Regions from separate parts of the Pan troglodytes genome. Here all the other regions are linked to region 3. The links are chromatin contacts, called in public Hi-C and HiChIP or PLAC-seq maps. All regions are on one chromosome and are shown on one strand. The core of a region is the stretch at or near the end of the contact, and the rest is flanking DNA. Distances in the headings are between cores, read along the strand shown.

Region 1 (4,132 bases), core at 663-3,162, 140 kb before region 3:
GCATCTGTTCTGTGAAGCTTTCCTTTAAGTTCCTGGTTCTCACGGCACCCTGCACACAACTCTGTCACAACATGTGCTATTGTGCAAGCATTTTTGCTATTGTAGGTCTCTCTTTACTACTAGAGTTCCTTGACAGCAGAAGCTACATCTAATTTATTTATATATCCTTGGCGTTTAGCAGAGTGTCTGGCTTATAGTAAATAAGTATTGAATAAATAAAAAGGGGCTCTCAATATTGTTATTAGACCACAATTACCACTTAATTCATCTTATTGTGCACCACTTCATATATCCCAATCACTTCTACCAGAAAAAAGATCATCTAAGTTCCGAAATCAGTGTCCACCATCATGCTAAACACACACATAACAAACATATTGTGGCATTAACCAGAAGACAGAGACAGTGTGAACACAGATGTGTAAAGCATGACCTCTGGTGGCTTTCAGAGGATTCTCTCCCACTCCATATCTCATTTCTCTTCAGAGAACAGTCTTCCAAATAGGGAAATGGGTAGCTTGAAGGAACCTGGGCACTGCCATAATTATACTCACAATTGATTTGAGCTGCCAGAGCCCCTTGTTCCTCTAGACTAGAGCTCTACTTTCCTCTGCTCAAAAACGCCTCTGAAACGTTAGCCGACTTGAATATGGAGATAGGGAGGCAGGCAGAAAACAGACTTCCCTGGTACCCGACTGAGTGTCTTCACCAGAGTCCTTTATGTTACCATCTCTGCTCATCACACAGACAGAAAGAAGACTACCGGCGACCCTACTGGGAATCTGCGCAAGAAACCACAGTACCTTGGAAGCCCGCAGTTCTCCTAAGTAGGAATCATCGTTATCTAATGTAGGCTGCTGGAAAGGGTCCCGGGTGGGAGGCATGCCTAAATGCCTAACTCTTTTAAGAGGGATGGGAGGCCCGCTCAGCCGCAGCACAGCCTCACTGGCATAAGATCCCGGGTCCCAATTGTTTGGAGCGCTGGTTTCGGTTGCCAGGCAACTGCCCAGCCATCTATGACAGAGGAATTCCCTCAGAGGAGGGCGCCACCTGGCGGCTGACCACGGGAGGCCCCTGGGGAGGAAGCTCCAGGGACTGCAGAGGGAACGTTCCGCTGAGCGGGCCCCGAGACTTGGAATTGCACTCCTGAGCCTCGGCGGAAAAGTGCTGGCTGCTTACCATCAGGACTTCTGCAAAAGACTTCAGTTGAGGAAAGAAGTCCTGAAAGATGACCCAGAAATTTCCTTCTCCCTCGCACCTAACAAAAGGCTTTCAAAGCCATGAGAGAATGAGGATGTCAAGAGACCAAAGACGGCCGGGCGCGGTGGTTCACGCCTGTAATCTCAGCACTTTGGGAAGCGGAGGCGGGCGGATCGCTTAAGCCCAAGAGTTCGAGACCAGTCTGGGCAACATGGCGAAACCCCGTCTCTACAAAAAGTAGGAAAAAAATTAGCTGGGCTTGGTGGCACGCGCCCGTAGTCCCAGCTACTCGGGAGGCTAATCCAGGAGAATCTCTTGAACCCGGAAGGCGGAGGTTGCAGTTAGCCGAGATCGCGCCACTGCACTCCAGTCTGGGCGAGAGAGTGAGACCCTGTCTAGAGAGAGAGAGAGAGAGAGAGAGAGAGAGAGAGAGAGAGAGAGAGAGAGAGACAGAGACAGACCCACGTGCGGCGCTTGGGAAATTGCGGCTAAGGCAAACTCCTCGCTTAAACTCGGATCAACTACAGTGTCGGGGCTTCTCTTCTAGCCGGTTGTAAAAGCACGGATGGATTTGGCGGGATGTAAGATCTCCAGGAGTGGCCTTCGTAGGAGGGAACACGTACTGGGGCCCCTTCCAGGCGACGACGTCTGGAGGGTGATCTCTCCATCTTCTTTCTCTCGGTTCACACGCCACGTGTGAAACATCGGAGATGCTCATAAAATAACCCCTGGCCCGAAAGGGCAGTAGAAAACGGAAATTTGTTGGCTGGCTTGGAGGATGCTTCCACCGTGTTCTTCACACGAGCCCCGGGCCTGCCTGTTGGGCCGGTTGCGCACCCCGGGCGCGCGCTCTCCCGCGCCCACGCCGCGCGCACCAGCGGCGGCGGCTGCCATGGCGACCCGCAGGTGAGCGGCAGAGGCGCGCGTGGTCCCTGCCCCACCCGCGCGGAGCCAGAGAGGAGGCGGTTGTCAAGGCGACGTGGGTAGGAGGAGAGGACGGAGGGAGGAGGAAGGATGGGCGGTGTTGGCGTAGCCGCAGGGAGGTGACTGGAGCGAGCCTGGCCTCTTGCATCCTCCCCCTGTGTACCTCCCTCCCCTTTTTTTCCGCCTTCTGCCAGCAGAAGCAGCAGCCGCAGCACCTGAGCCGCTACTGCCGCTCACTCAGGACAACGCTATGGCTGAGCCTGGGCACAGCCACCATCTCTCCGCCAGAGTCAGGGGAAGAACTGAGAGGCGCATACCCCGGCTGTTGCGGCTGCTGCTCTGGGCTGGGACCGCCTTCCAGGTGACCCAGGGAACGGGACCGGAGCTTCACGCCTGCAAAGAGGTACTGCTGCCCCCCTACCCGACCCCGCTGTGGTCACAAAAGTCTTGGATCCAGGCGGAGACCTTGGGGACCCAGGCGCAGAGAGTTTCAGACGCCACGGAGTTTAGATTTCTTTGGGGATGAGGCGTGGGGGGAGGGAAGAGGAGCCAGTCTGGCGTCATGAGGAGGCCAGCACATTGGAGGACTCACGGATAGATCATCCTCACAGATTGGGATGCTGAGCTCAGCGAGAAAGGTCCCAGCCCCAAGAAGAGGAGCTACCTGGGTACCTGAACTCAGAATGAGGGAGGAAGACGAGTTATTTTTCAGTTAGGCTGAACTCACCTTAAAAGTGGTTGACAAGAAAAGATTATGCACAGAGAAGCAAAATAGGAAGAGGAAAGAAGAGTAGTGGGAGAGGAAAGGAGTTAGGAAGGCTAGAAAAAAGTATCAGAGCGAAGTGGTTTTATCACGGCTACACAAAACGGAGTGTGAAGGTGGGAGATGTGCGAGAGGGATGATAGGATTCCAGCTCTCTAGTTCCTTGTTTATTAAACATCGGTTAGTGCAGACTGTAAAATGTGTCTCCTCCTTATAGCTTGGCCTCCCCGCAGCGTACTATGTTTAGTGTACCTGACAGTACACGACTCACCTTTTTGCAGATTTTGAGTTCTTCAATATCTTGTGTTCTGCCAACCTCTAGTCTCCTTCTCTGACTTAACATATGTCAAAGTCTTTTTCAAGGTATTTCCAATATGTTGGAAGCAGAATTCAGACAATAAGTAGTCAATCTCTTATAACCAAAAATAGCTTTTGAAAAGTCATCTTGGAGGAACGCAAAAGGGCACTAGCAGCAACAAAACTAAGTCATTTCTATATTATTGAAATAACAATATTTGGTTGTGCTCTGAGCAACTTTTTTAGAAACCATATGGCAGAGGCAACAATAAGATATTTACAAGAACTATGTTGGGGAAGGCAAAATAAAAGTTCTGTTATTTCTGTGAAATGTGAAGGACTTCACAAAAAGTCAAGCATCTAGCTCTGTAAATTTAATCCCAAATATCAAGCTTGACTAAGGTTTTGAGAGGTTAGAATATATATATAGATGTATTTTTTTTACTTTAAAAATATATGTTTTAAAATAGAAATGAGGTTTCAATATACTGCCCCGGCCAGTGTCTAACTCCTGGGCTCAAGCGACTTCCCACCTCGGCCTCCCAAAGTGCTGGGATTATAAGAATGAGCCACTGCGCCCAGCCCAGAATATTTTTTATAAATTGTTAGTGTGAACTGATTGGCAACAACTCCACCCCATATGGAGATAAATTCTTATAAAGATGTTCTGTGTCTACAGCACAGCAGGTCATAAAGAAGTCAGGTGTGGGGGGGAGGATTTTTGTGTGAATAAAGATACTTGATTTTGAAGATTCATGAATATGACATAAGTGACCCCAGTGAGTGGGACTTTTGATAACCTTTATTAGCTCCAATAACAACCTGCCCTGGGCCATCTACATTTCCACCTAGCCGCATTATGACCTGTTTTAGAGATCGCAGGGAACAGTATGATCTTATCAGTGACTGGCTCACTGGCCTTGATGGCCTGTGGTCTAACCAACCAAA
Region 2 (4,443 bases), core at 1,506-4,005, 160 kb before region 3:
GGAAAGACTTGTCTTTCAGAGTATGACAAAAACTGGAGAGGTTTTCATCTAGTTAAAAAAAAATGGGGAGAAAAAATTATCTCTAAAAAGTGAGTGGCATGAGCAAAAATGAGAAAGCAAAGACTGTAACTGAAGAACATAGTCTTTATAGACAAAGCTTAAAGCCCATATAGGGAACAGTGGAAAATACTATTGGAAGGCCTTGAGTAGCAGGCTAAGGACTTAGGCATTATTCAGTAGGTAGTGGTAGCTGTCAAAGGAAACACCAGTGTGGTATGGAGGAAAATTTTCTAGTCCTGATTTCAGAAGGCTGGAATTATTGTGCCAGTGTAATACTTGGCAGTCCTTACCCTAAACCTTGGTTTATTTCTAAAACAGGGGTAATCAGGCAGTTGTGAGGGTTAAATAAGATCATATGACAAGGTGTGTTTGTTTTGAAAATGTCAAAATGTTATAAAAATGTAAGTTTTCATTGTTGTGAGGACATAATTGATACTTAAAGACTACCAATATAGCAAAATTACTAAGGTGATGGCTGTAGGATTACAAGAGGGGCAATTTTTTTTCTTTTCTTTGTTTTTTTTGAGACAGAGTTTCACTCTGTTGCCCAGGCTAGCGTGCTATGGCAGTATCTCAGCTCACCGCAACCTCTGCCTCCCCAGTTCAAGCGATTCTCCTGCCTCAGCCTCCCAAGTAGCTGGGATTACAGGCATGTGCCACCATGCCCGGCTACTTTTGTATTTTTAGTAGAGACGGGGTTTCTCCATGTTGGTCAGGCTGGTCTCGAACTCCCGACCTCAGGTGATCCGCCCACCTCGGCCTCCCAAAGTGCTGGAATTACAGGCGTGAGCAACCGCGCCCGGCCAAAGAGGGGCAGTTATTATTATTATTTGAAATGGAGTCTCGCTCTGTCGCCCAGGCTGGAGGGCAGTGGTGCTGTCTCGGCTCACTGCAACCTCTCCCTCCCGGGTTCAAGCTATTCTCCTGCCTCTGCCTTCCGAGTAGCTGGGATTACAGGCGCACGCCACCATGCCAGGCTAATTTCTGTATTTCTTTTTTTCTTTCTTTCTTTTTTTTTTTTTTTAAGTAGAGACGGGGTTTCACCATGTGGTCAGGGTGGTCTTGAACTCCTGACCTCAGGTAATCCGCCTGCCTCGGCCTCCCAAAGTGCTGGGATTACAGGCGGGAGCCGCGCCCGGCCAGCTGCTGCTGTTTTAGACAATGGTTGATGAAGGATTCGAAGGCCTAAACAATAGAGCTTTTGTTCTGTTTTGTTTTTGAGTGGTCCTGAACAGTTCTTTTGGGCAGGGGAATTTGTCTGTGTGTGAATGTGCAAACATATATATAATCTGAGTGGCTGCCTGGCCTTGTCCTAGGTTTTGTCCCGTATATACGCCGTCTTTTTTTTTTTTTTTCTTTCTGCATATATGTATATTTCCTCAAGGCATCTGTCCTGCACTAGACTTTGGCTTGTCTTTCCAGGCCAGCTTCCAGAGGATGCTTTGGCAGTTTTCCCTCTGGGTAACCAAGCAGGCTGCAGCCAGCAGATGGCACTGCAGCAGAAAGGGGCAGAGTCCCTTTAGGCCCTTGACAAGCACGGCGGATTAGTAACCGTATAATTTAACCCTCCAGTTAGCCTTGGAGGACTCGGTGTCGCACTTCCGCCCGAACTCTAATAAAGCGGGCCGAGTTGTGTGCAATTAAGGATTTCAGTATGCAAATCTGAATCTGAACTTTCGTCTCCTCCACCCCACCCCCATCATTAGACTGGCAATGTCTTTTGTCACGTTGTCAAAGTGTCCCCAGAGAAGCGGTGTCTAGATATCGCCGATTTCTGGTTAAAGTGGCTGAAGTGAACCCAGCATTAATTAAATGCAGGAGAATAGAGATTCTCCTGATAGTTTAAGGAAAAGAAAAATTCACACAAGCAAACGGGCAACCATTTGAATGTTTTCCGACGACGTGGTGCTTTAGGATCTGAAAGATGCGACTTGGTTTTTGTTGTTGTTGTTGTTGTTGTTTTTGAGACGGAGTTTCCGCTCTTGTTGCCCAGGCTGGAGTGCAATGGCGCGATCTCGGCTCACCGCAACCTCCGCCTCCCAGGTTCAAGCGATTCTCCTGCCTCAGCTTCCCGAGTAGCTGGGATTACATTACAGGCATGAGCCACCGCGCCCGGCTAATTTTGTATGTTTAGTAGAGACGGGGTTTCTCCTTGTTGGTCAGGCTGGTCTCGAACTCCGACCTCAGGTGATCCGCCTGGCTCGGCCTCCCAAAGTGCTGGGATTACAGGCGTGAGCCACCGCGCCCGGCCGCGACTTGTTTTTGTTACAAGGTTCCTCATTTCATTTGCAACGTTCAGACGCAGTCTGACTAGATTTCCATCCGGAGTAAGGAAGAGCAGCTCAAGGGCAGTCACGGAGGCCGCAGGTGCGGCTTCTTCACCCGCGGTGCTGGAGTTCTCTCAAGTGGAAGCCCAGGACGATGAAAACCTCATAGGTAGGCTGCTGCTTACACACAGCAGCCGCCACGGCGCAAAATAAACTACAAAACTACAAGCCTTTACCTTTTCAAACACACTGACGCGGGCCAGCCCCAGCCCTACGCCCGCAGGGGCACGCAGAAAAGACTTAGTTACCACGGCCAAGTAGGAAGCCTCCGGGATAGCGTTCTTCTTACCCTACGTAAACACGCAGTTTCCCGAGCTCGACAATCGGCTAGCCACTCCTGATAGCGTTCGGCGCTCGCCTCTCGGCCCTTGCTCCTGCGTACTACGGCTTCTTCCAGTCGCCTCGGCCCGGATCGGGAAGTGTCAAGCGGGCGCTCCCCCATCTCCGCCGCTATTACCACTGAACCCGGACCCCCTACCCAGGTCCAGGGCCAGCCGCCATGACGAACGGTGAGAACTGATGCCCTTAGCGGAGGGTGGGAGTGAAGGACGAAGGGAAAACGTGGCGGGCGGGGCCGGGACTGACGTGGCCGTTCTCCCCGCCCCCTCCCAGCCCGGCCCCCCTTGGTCTCTCGACGCCCCTAACTTCTGTACCCCTATACTCCTCTACGGGTTCCCCCTTCCCATATTCATCTAGGACCCCCAGTGCCTCTTATGCTCACACCTCGAGTTATCTATCCCTATGCTTTGCTTTCCCTTTTCTTTTTCTTAGTTCTTTCTGGCCCTTGGAGAGGTCAGTCCCAGAGGTACTACTGCTATTTAAACCCGGGGAAGAGAGAGGCTCCTCCTCCCAGCTCCCTGCGTTCTCATGCTTTCGGACCGTAGTTTTGTTGAGAGGGCCAATAAATGACATAGAATATCAAGTCCCACACTTTTGGGGGTGCTGGTGAATGTAGACCCCACAAAAGCTTCTTCTTATGGAAAAATACCGGAAAGATTTCTATTTTAAAGTCCTGGCGGGGTGATCCCACGTGGAGACCCTGACTAGTGTTGCAAGGGGTGGATTTAGACACTGCCTCTTCTAGATGATGAGGCAGTTTATCTGACCTAATTTTCCAGGCCTCTTCAAACACTTTATGAATTCTGAATTCCAGAGGAGGACAGGAAGGAGGGCCTTCATGATTTTTAGCGTCAACCTTACAGGAAAGGAGAAGAGAAAGCCTTTTAGGCATTACGATGATTCGAGGGGCTCCGAAAAGCATTTCTCAAAAGTACTTTGTCCATAGACCTGGCACTGAAGACTCGAATTTAACCTCCTTGTGAATTTTGACATTGTCTGCAGAAACTTATGAGAGAAAAGGGGTAGCACGTGAAGGTATAGTTCCTCAGAAAACCTTAGTGTATGTATTAATTTGCTGGACCCTTTCTTAGTGACACCTTAGCTGTGAGACAGTTTTACTGGAGGAAGAGAGGTAGTGTGATCTAGAACTGGCGGACACTGGTTATATATAATATTCATTTGGAGCTTCCTGGGAAGTCAGAGGTCTCAGAATACTAGGCACAGTAAGAAAAGGGAATTTACCCAGAGGAAGACAGAATCTGAACCAGGAAGTAAGACAGCAGTTTGACACGGTAGTTGCTGAATAAATTTTAGTCATTCTTCCCCCATTTTGTGGTCCAATATCTTCTTGTTTTTTGCAATTAGGTGATTCATTGTGCTTCCCTGTACAAGAAATAAGCTTGGTTTATGTATTTAAGAAACAGAGCTAAGAAGTTAAAGCTTTCTATGTTGAAGCCTTAGATCCTTTTTCTTTGTTTTAGAAAAATCTGTTATTATTCTGGCAGAAATTCGGTTTCTTAGAGTATCATCCATAAAGTGTAAGATGATAGGAAAATTGTAGTCATGTGGGTTCTTACTCTTGCAACTTTCATTAAGCTTAATTTTTTGCCTTAACATATTCTTCACCAACAGTTGCACATCTGACAGTTTTGGCTACATATCTAGCTCTCCTTTATCATATGAGTGATTTATAACAAGAACATGTTAAATTCTCTGT
Region 3 (4,035 bases), core at 502-3,001:
AATGCCCACGCAGCCCCTAGATCCTTCCAAACTCCAGAGTCTGAGGAAGTCTAGAGAGGCAGAGCCCTGCGGAGGCTGTGTAACCCATGCCTCCATCTCCAGAGCTGCCCTTGGCCTTGCTCAGAGGAAGAAAGCTCCTGTTTGGTCAAAGGGGAGGGCATTTCCTTGAGCCATGGGTCCTCCTCCTACCTACTTCTATCCATCCTGCCAGGAGCACAGTCTAACCCTAATCTTTCTTGCTGTACCCAAGGCCCATCTCCTTTCCTGTTTCCCCAGGGGAAAAGAGAAAAGCTGATTTCTCATCCTTGGCCTCACTGTGTGGTCACACAGACACTCCTTGGGCCTGGGGCTGGGGGATCCTCTGCTGTGACCCAGTGAGAGTGGCACCACTGTGACCGGGGGCAGTGGTAGAAGGGAGCACCTGATCCAGTGCTTTTCACATGGGTTCCTCCAGACCCTCAAGTTGCACAGAGCAGCCCAGGGATTTCTTGGTTGGGGGAGTGGTGGAGAGGGGCAAGGCCCTGACCCCCTCACTTCAACCCAGCAGCACTACTCATCTGTTCTATATTCTGGCCTTCCACTTCAGATTTCTTTTGAAGAAAAGAATTCTACTGCTAAATAAACATTTGAGAACCATTCACCTTATTCAATCCCTTCATTTTACAAAAAGGGACATTGAGTCACAGAATTTGAGCAAGGTCACATAGCTGTGGTGTTGGAGGCTGGGACCCAGGCCCAGGCATCCCCCCAGGCCAGGGCATCCCCCCAGGGACCACCTGACTGGGTCCCTGGCTGCTCCAGGATGTAGGGAAGCCTTTTCTGGGTCGCCTGCACGGCTCCTGCCTGGCTCTCCGTGTGGTCCAGCTTCATGTCTGGTCCTCTTGGAGAACCCCTGGAATCCTGCACACCCTCTCAAATGAAGCTGCCTTGGAGAGGGTCAGGAGCCCGGGTACCAGGTAGGCCTCCTCGCTGGTCACAAAACTGGGGCGGAAGGAGGGGGTAGCCGCAGGACATGGACAGGGAGGCAGGAGGGGATGAGAGGCCACCTCTCTAGACAGGACCTCAGGGGGCAGTGCAACCCCCTTGTCTAGGATCCAGGAAGCCTGTGTTAAAGCTAGGCTCCACCGCAGCCGTCCTCCGAATCTGGTGATAGTGTGTTTACACCACCTGGCTTCCACCCACTCTGACCCTTCTAATTTACCTCCCTGGAAAAGCCCAAGTGCTGTCCAACATGAGGCTGGGGTCATTCTTCCAACAGCCCGACCCCAAGGGGCATGCTGGTCAGACCACAGCCTCGCTGGTGGGGTGGAGGGTAGGGAGCAAGTGGGCCCGGTGACTCATTGTGGGTGCTTCTCTGGGATTTTGGAGGCTTTGTTGTGTTGCTCAGGGCCCTTTTAACTCTGTCTGACCTATGGGAGGGGACAGCAACGAGGGCTTTTATGACTGGAATGAACTGGGAACTTGGCCTCTGAGAGCCCTTAAAATGTTTTGGAAACCTCTAGGCATACTTAGGGTACTTCCACCATGATTATCATCGGCTGTGTGGCTTCCGATCGCTAATTCGCACCGGGCATCTGGCGAGGCCGGCCTGGGGAAATTGGGATGGAGGGTTCTGCTGGAGGGAATCCTGGCGCGTCGGGCGGAGGAGTGCTCTGGGTGGGGCCCACCTCCTCCAGCGCGGCCGGCGTTGCCGCTTTAAGGCGGCCGCGGCGCGAGCAGGTCTATGGTAATGAGCCGCCGCCGCGACTCTGCAGAGCTCGCCCGCCCGCCGGGGAGGCGAGGGAGCGCGGGGCTGGGCCCGGGGCCGCGGCGACAGGCAGCAGCCGCGGCGGGGACGCGGGGCGCGAGCGGGCGGCGCGGGACCGTCGGGGGCCGCCGGGGCCGGGCCGGGGTCGGGGCGCACGGCTACGCGGGCGCAGGTGGGCGATCCCATAGGGGCGGAGGGGGCACCCCGGCTCCGGAACCCGGGGCCCGGCAAGGCCAGGGGCGCCGCGGGGCCCCCGGGCGCAGGTGGTGAGTGCCCGGAGCGCAGGTGGAGGCGCGGCGGCAGCCCGCGGTGCTCAGGGTGACCCGGGAGCGGGTCTGGCTCAGGGGGCGGTGGGAGCCCGGGCTCGTCGGAGGGTGCAGCGCGGGGTCCCGCCGAGCCATCCAGACGCAGGCCCCGCGGGGCGCACGGGAGGCCCCCGGGGACTGGCGCCCTGGCCCGGGCATGAGGCGCGGCGGGGCCGGCAGGAGCCGGAGGAGGAGCCGCCGCCGCCGTTGACCCGGCCGCCGGCCGGGAGCTGGGAGAGATGCGGAGCCCGGCCACCGGCGCCCCCCTCCCAACGCCGCCGCCGCCGCCGCCGCTGCTGCTGCTGTTGCTGCTGCTGCTGCCGCCGCCACTATTGGGAGACCAAGTGGGGCCCTGTCGTTCCTTGGGGTCCAGGGGACGAGGCTCTTTGGGGGCCTGCGCCCCCATGGGCTGGCTCTGTCCATCCTCAGCGTCGAACCTCTGGCTCTACACCAGCCGCTGCAGGGATGCGGGCACTGAGCTGACTGGCCACCTGGTACCCCACCACGATGGCCTGAGGGTTTGGTGTCCAGAATCCGGGGCCCATATTCCCCTACCACCAGCTCCTGAAGGCTGCCCCTGGAGCTGTCGCCTCCTGGGCATTGGAGGCCACCTTTCCCCACAGGGCAAGCTCACACTGCCCGAGGAGCACCCGTGCTTAAAGGCTCCACGGCTCAGATGCCAGTCCTGCAAGCTGGCACAGGCCCCCGGGCTCAGGGCAGGGGAAGGGTCACCAGAAGAGTCCCTGGGTGGGCGTCGGAAAAGGAATGTAAATACAGCCCCCCAGTTCCAGCCCCCCAGCTACCAGGCCACAGTGCCGGAGAACCAGCCAGCAGGCACCCCTGTTGCATCCCTGAGGGCCATCGACCCGGACGAGGGTGAGGCAGGTCGACTGGAGTACACCATGGATGCCCTCTTTGATAGCCGCTCCAACCAGTTCTTCTCCCTGGACCCAGTCACTGGTGCAGTAACCACAGCCGAGGAGCTGGATCGTGAGACCAAGAGCACCCACGTCTTCAGGGTCACGGCGCAGGACCACGGCATGCCCCGACGAAGTGCCCTGGCTACACTCACCATCTTGGTTACTGACACCAATGACCATGACCCTGTGTTCGAGCAGCAGGAGTACAAGGAGAGCCTCAGGGAGAACCTGGAGGTTGGCTATGAGGTGCTCACTGTCAGGGCCACGGATGGTGATGCCCCTCCCAATGCCAATATTCTGTACCGCCTGCTGGAGGGGTCTGGGGGCAGCCCCTCTGAAGTCTTTGAGATCGACCCTCGCTCTGGGGTGATCCGAACCCGTGGCCCTGTGGATCGGGAAGAGGTGGAATCCTACCAGTTGACGGTAGAGGCAAGTGACCAGGGTCGGGACCCGAGTCCTCGGAGTACCACAGCCGCTGTTTTCCTTTCTGTGGAGGATGACAATGATAATGCCCCCCAGTTTAGTGAGAAGCGCTATGTGGTCCAGGTGAGGGAGGATGTGACTCCAGGGGCCCCAGTACTCCGAGTCACAGCCTCGGATCGAGACAAGGGGAGCAATGCCCTGGTGCACTATAGCATCATGAGTGGCAATGCTCGGGGACAGTTTTATCTGGATGCCCAGACTGGAGCTCTGGATGTGGTGAGCCCTCTTGACTATGAGACGACCAAGGAGTACACCCTACGGGTGCGAGCACAGGATGGTGGCCGTCCCCCACTCTCTAATGTCTCTGGCTTGGTGACAGTACAGGTCCTGGATATCAACGACAATGCCCCCATCTTCGTCAGCACCCCTTTCCAGGCTACTGTCCTGGAGAGCGTCCCCTTAGGCTACCTGGTTCTCCATGTCCAGGCTATCGACGCTGATGCTGGTGACAATGCCCGCCTGGAATACCGCCTTGCTGGGGTGGGACATGACTTCCCCTTCACCATCAACAATGGCACAGGCTGGATCTCTGTAGCTGCTGAACTGGACCGGGAGGAAGTTGATTTCTACAGCTTTGGGG

What was found. Hi-C and Micro-C count contacts between places; a contact is called where the count stands out from the background. HiChIP or PLAC-seq counts read pairs in DNA pulled down with a chosen protein or histone mark.
Region 1: a contact with region 3 is called in a Hi-C map of induced pluripotent stem cells, with 2.6 times the contacts expected there. The contact joins the promoter of CFAP276 here to the promoter of CELSR2 in region 3. A contact is called at or near these places in 2 of 7 Hi-C or Micro-C datasets (induced pluripotent stem cells and stem cell-derived neural progenitor cells), 1 of 1 datasets of contacts at active chromatin or transcription factors (stem cell-derived excitatory neurons) and 1 of 1 other capture datasets (stem cell-derived neural stem cells).
Region 2: an H3K4me3 HiChIP or PLAC-seq map of stem cell-derived excitatory neurons shows a contact between it and region 3, with 2.8 times the contacts expected there. The contact joins the promoter of TMEM167B here to the promoter of CELSR2 in region 3. A contact is called at or near these places in 2 of 7 Hi-C or Micro-C datasets (both in induced pluripotent stem cells) and 1 of 1 datasets of contacts at active chromatin or transcription factors (stem cell-derived excitatory neurons).

The regions. Positions count from the first base shown.
Region 1 is chr1:122,374,340-122,378,471 of NHGRI_mPanTro3-v2.0_pri, reverse strand. It overlaps CFAP276 (cilia and flagella associated protein 276), which reads right to left and starts at 1,912. Exons shown (of 5, transcript XM_003308261.5): 1 at 1,824-1,912. The coding sequence starts at 1,868. It overlaps ELAPOR1 (endosome-lysosome associated apoptosis and autophagy regulator 1), which reads left to right and starts at 2,140. Exons shown (of 23, transcript NM_001280244.1): 1 at 2,140-2,183; 2 at 2,319-2,527. The coding sequence starts at 2,375.
Region 2 is chr1:122,397,880-122,402,322 of NHGRI_mPanTro3-v2.0_pri, reverse strand. It overlaps TMEM167B (transmembrane protein 167B), which reads left to right and starts at 2,755. Exons shown (of 3, transcript XM_009427020.3): 1 at 2,755-2,896. The coding sequence starts at 2,887. LOC104001853 (a long non-coding RNA gene) reads right to left here and starts at 2,672. Exons shown (of 3, transcript XR_010159156.1): 1 at 2,564-2,672.
Region 3 is chr1:122,238,380-122,242,414 of NHGRI_mPanTro3-v2.0_pri, reverse strand. It overlaps CELSR2 (cadherin EGF LAG seven-pass G-type receptor 2), which reads left to right and starts at 1,751. Exons shown (of 34, transcript XM_016923898.4): 1 at 1,751-4,035. The coding sequence starts at 2,292.